Linked DNA regions of Larimichthys crocea: region 1 is linked to region 2. The links are chromatin contacts, called in public Hi-C maps. All regions are on one chromosome and are shown on one strand. Each heading gives the region's core, a stretch centred on a gene start, on an enhancer-like site or on the middle of the called end of the contact. The rest is flanking DNA. Distances are from core to core; before and after follow the strand shown.

Evidence for each region. Hi-C and Micro-C count contacts between places; a contact is called where the count stands out from the background.
Region 1: a Hi-C map of muscle shows a contact between it and region 2, with 6 times the contacts expected there. The contact joins the promoter of LOC104931306 here to the promoter of LOC104928574 in region 2. A contact is called at or near these places in 3 of 7 Hi-C or Micro-C datasets (all in muscle).

The regions. Positions count from the first base shown.
Region 1 is chrXIX:10,813,726-10,816,425 of L_crocea_2.0, reverse strand. It overlaps LOC104931306 (H(+)/Cl(-) exchange transporter 4), which reads right to left and starts at 1,254. Exons shown (of 14, transcript XR_003464216.1): 1 at 1,061-1,254.
Region 2 is chrXIX:10,290,031-10,292,730 of L_crocea_2.0, reverse strand. LOC104928574 (high-affinity choline transporter 1) reads left to right here and starts at 1,399. Exons shown (of 8, transcript XM_027291428.1): 1 at 1,399-1,886; 2 at 2,114-2,227. The coding sequence starts at 1,703.

The DNA.
Region 1 (2,700 bases), core at 5-2,504, 520 kb before region 2:
GAACATTGATGGATAGAAGTTGAAGCTGCTGCATGGTCAAGCGACCTCGTCCTGTTGATTTGAAATCCTGTCTGGTTCAGGCGTCTCCTGGGCATCATCACCAAGAAGGATGTCCTGCGACACATGGCTCAAATGATGAACCAGGACCAGAGTCCATCATGTTCAACAGCAGGAGGAGCTTTACTCCATCGACGGTGTAAATAGGTGAAACTGGTGAGATGCTACTGTCGGCAACTGTGAAAAGTCCCTCCCACTGCCGGTAGTGACCACAGCAGCACGCTGCAGCTCACGTGTTTCCAGGGTAACTGAATTAGTGTAGAGAATTTCAGAAGATTAAAAACAGAGAGAACACCACGGGAGATAAAAAACTTCTTTTCCTAATGTTCACATGTAAACCAGCTGACAGTTTGGCACGGGTTACGTTAGAGTTGCCAAACTTGCTCTTAGCTTCAGACAGTCATTACCTTTAGAGCTCAATAAACATGTAAGCGCCGCTCTGCAGAACACTAAGAAATAAAAACTGTGGTCAGGTGTTAAGGATGTGTGTGTGTGGACATTCACGGGTCCGTGGTACTTGTCCTGTCCCCCCCTGGGGTTATTTAATACCAGCTCTCGCTCGGAACGTCATGTCAGTCAAAAGATGTGTTTGAAATTGCAACATGTTAAAGACTGAAGCAAAACAGTTCAAAGACTTTTTAAACAATTGTGACTTTTCCTGCAACGTTTGCTTACTCACGTAGCCAGAATGGTGACAGACAGAGAAAAACCACGACAAAAAAAGATTCAGACGCGATTTACAGACACAAACGTCAATGTACAGTTTAAGTCTGATTTCAAGCACAGCTGTTTGAATGGACATGCTTTCCGTGCAGACACTCATGCTGTGTTCAGGTCGACTCAAACAAAAAGAAAAAAACACACACACACACACACACACACACACACACACACACACACACACACACACACACACACACACACACACACACACACACACACACACACACACTCGTTAGCATCAGAGCTAACTGTAGCTCTTCTTCTTCTTCTTCGTTTTTACCTTCAGCCTCCATGTTTCGCTCCGTCACTGATGACGTGTTGATGACGTGTTAATAACGTGTTAATAACGTGTTAATAACGTGTTGATAACGTGTTAATAACGTTGGTCTCAGTCTCTCTGACGCTTTTTCACATTTTAACCTAAAAAATAAACAGAGAGGACGCAGACTGCATCCCACAATGCACCGCGAGGCGTCTTCTTCTGCCAGCTGATCGGTGCGTTAACAACCGAGCCCCGAGGAAGAGCGCCAACATGACACAGTGGTCAGACCGTGTAATGACAGCAAAGGCGTCCATCAGCTGACACGACGAAAGAACAAAAATTAAAATTAAAATTAAAAAAAATAATTGATAAAATAAAAATAAAAAGAATGGATAAAAAAAATAAAAAGCAGTCTCTGTAAATGTCTAATTCCTGTCAGACTGATTACATTCTGAATCTGCCTGATACGGACTACAGTCTCTGTCGCCCTCCAGTGGTCATGGTGTGAAACTGCAACATTAAATCAGTAAAACGAGCGTCACGCACACATGATAGGATACTGTACTTCCGGTAAGTTCTTTCAAAACATAGTGACCAAAACTAAAAATATACGAAATTAAGTGTAAGAAATGGTCCTGAAATTCAAATTGCCGGTCCAGAAAACATTAGTTGCGAGCTCCTCGAGCACCTACGGTACGTGAGAGACCGACGACGAGCAGCTCTGCTAACATGCTAACGAACGAGTAGCCCGCAGATCCCTCTTTCTGTCACCTTAGCGTGCACGTCGTAGTCGTCATGATAGTGAACCGTCCGACACTCTGTGAAGATGACAGTAACCACGAGAAAATAATAAACTATGTGAGAGTCTTACGTGGCGAGAACACCGTCACTTTATTTTGAAAGTGTTCACCGGAAGTACAATGAGTTAGCGGTGACGCTGTTTTTACTAATTCAATGTGTTGCAGTTCAACCCTGTGACCACAGGAGGGCAGCACAGCACCTTGATACTGTATATCTCGCCCTCTAGTGGCGACAGACGAGAACTGCAACCTGAGTGTTAAACTGGCATTAATGCAGACATGTTAGAATACTATCACTTCCTGTCCACATTCAAAATAAAAGGTTCCGGGAAATACAAACTCAAAGCAATGCGACGTGAACTGAAAGAAATGCTCCTGAAATCATCATTGTCAGTCCAGAAACATCGAGCTCCTCCACTACATAGACGACGTATAGCCTTGCTATCACGTTAGCCTTACTAACAGCTAACGGACGAGCAGCGACAGATTCCTCCACCTCCGTCGTTACTCTGCGTGTAGTCGTGGTCGTCTCTTGATAGTTTACCGTCTGACACTCGGTAAACATGACAACGAAAGAATTATCAATGATGTGAGAGTGATTTATGTCGCATCGACGCCGTCACTTTATTTTGAAAGTGTTCACCGGAAGCACGATGAGTTAGCGGTGACGCTGTTTTTACTGTGTGTTGCAGTTCGCTGTTGTGGCCACAGGGGGGCAGCACAGCGCCACAGTCTAGATACGCTACAATGCGTAATGACTGGTGTGGCGCCTCTAGCGGCTGCGGAAGGAACTACAAGCTCGGTGTTACATTAGCGTCAACGATACCATGCTATCACTTCCGGTAAGGACTTTCAAAA
Region 2 (2,700 bases), core at 150-2,649:
AATGCTCGATACACGCTGCTAATTCAATTTATATCAACTTTATTTGTGCAACATAGTTGTTGGTGGTATAGATATTTCTGTTTCTGCGATTACTTTGATCTGTTCAGATATGATTAATACTGAATTACATGATGAATGTATCATGACTCTGATACAGATTTATTTTTTTTTTCATTAAAATTTATTAAGATACAAATAAGAAACTAATTATAATACTAATATATAATAATATAATGATTGGTTTCCCCAAACTATGCCTTATCAGGTTAATGTGCATGGAGGCAATTTTACAGCAAATCACAGGATTTATAGTCTGAGCTAATTTGCAATGTTCTTGGACTGTAGAACAGCAAAGTGAGCCGGATGGTTGTGCTTGCTGCTTGTTCCTGATTGGCTCCAGCTGGTGAAGCGGGACAAGCTTCTTGATTGGAGCAACACCCGAACTGACCGTTACTAAAGTTTGGGCAGGCTGCTATTTTTCGCAGCTAGCCGTGTTGCCTCTCTGATAAATGGTTAATTATTCAATTTACTCATTATTTTGACAAGTATAGTTTTAATACTTATTATACACACACAGAATTTATTTGTTCAAAGTTAAGTTTAAATGTGCTGTTGTGATGATCATGTGGCATCCTGAGTGTGTCCCTTCCTCCTCCTCTCCTAGGTGTGGTTTCTCTGTTTGCAGATGTTTTCTATTATGTTACTTTGGATTAGAGTATTTATGCTACTGCAGCCAGGTGCTCATTCTCTTCTCTGACCTCTCTCCGGCTTTGCCCTGTTCTGGGCTCCTCTGTCCCCAGTCAAGGTTGGTTTGGTTTGGTTTAGTTTAGCTTGATGCTATAGTTTGATGCTTTAGTTTGTCCTTTGTTTTTGTTCCACACTATCAACACTTGCACACTCACACTTCTCACTCATGCACTACACCACTGATACCACTGCTTCTACACACTCCATAACTTCAAATCATTTATGATTGTTTAATTTGGTCTAATTTGGTTTAATTGGATTTAATAAAGAATTGTTTAAACAAATGTACATGGTGTGGACTCCCTTTTTGCCATGACTCTCAGAGCCAGGTCATGACACTGTTTATTCACTTAAAGGTCCAGTGTGTAGAATTTAGTAGCATCTAGTGATGAAGTTTCAGGTGACTAATGAAAACATAGTTATTAGTATTATATTCCATTTCTGTTCGTAGAACTTATCAAATGTTACATGCTGAGCCTTTAACCTTTATTCCAGCAATAGCCAAAGAGTCCACTAGACCTGAGGTAAACCCTCCTCTCTATTGTACTCTGTGTGACAGTAGCAACTTAGCTACACAAATGTGATCCATGACCCTGACTTGAATTAAGACAAAGTAACTCATTTCTTGTCTGAACAGAAATGGCAGAGGCACTTTGGTCTACAGGGCATGTTAGCATAACACCTGTGACTCTGCAGATTTAGATACAAACACATTTTCCCAATGTGTGAGTCCAGAAAAGCAGCATGTGTAGGACTAAAGTTAAGTTTGAGTTGTTTTGGTCATCGTCTTTTTATCTTATACTTTCTATCTCGTCTTGACTGGAAGTGGGAGGTTCAGTGCAGGACAGCAGCAGTGACCTTGAACTTGTATTATTTGACTCCGTTCATCCTCATTTTTAGCTCAGTTTGTGTAACGTGCATGTTGTGAGCTTTTCATCAGTCGAAAGTATCCCCAATGGCTCTCCATATACCAGGTCTGATAATGATGGTCGTCTTCTACATACTTGTGTTGGGAATTGGCATCTGGGCGTCCGTGAAATCTAAAAAGATGGAGAAAAACACGCTTAATGGACAGATAGAAGTTTCTTTTTTGGCTAACAGGAGAGTCAGCTTGGCTGTGGGAGTCTTCACAATGACTGGTGGGTTTTGGTCAAACAGATACATCAAGTTTTTGTCTTGTATGGTATGTAGTATTGGATTATTATTGAAAAGAGGTGTGTGTAAACTGGTGGGTCATTTTCTGTGTGCAAAATTAAAGAACAGTTTTTGAACAGTTTTTGTTTCTACAACTATCACTATAAACAATGCTCCTGAATACCTGAAAGATATGACTAATATATTTATGTGTGTTTATTTCCTATGGCAGCCACGTGGGTCGGAGGTGCCTTCATCATTGGAGTTGCAGAGTTTGTTTATGACCCCACAAAGGGCCTGATCTGGGCTCTTCTTCCACTACAAATGTCAGTTTCCTTTGTTATTGGTAAGATCCTCTTGAAATGGTATTTAAGACTGTTGTCTTAACAGTGCCATGTCTCAAACGTCTTGACCTTGACCTTAGTAATCAACAAACGCTTGCTAAACATTTTGCAACACAAAAAGTAACAAAGGAACAAAGCATGAGATGACACACAAGAAACTAAGATACAAGATATTCTGATTCTGAACACTGAAAAGTATAAAAAGTATAAAATCATTCAATGCTATGCTTCCTTGATCTTCTAAAGGTGGACTCATTACACTACCAGGGCAGTTTTAATGGTTGTTTTTAAATTTTGCAATGCAATAACTTTGTTTGGATGAAATCTATATATAAGTATAGAAGCCTGACTTTTCCCTAATGTGACATTATTTTATTAAATAAAAGAAGGCTTTTAGTTAATGTGGAATATAACGCAGAGTGTCATTAACATATAGTGAAAAGAAAAAATAATTACATTGACCAAGATGACACTT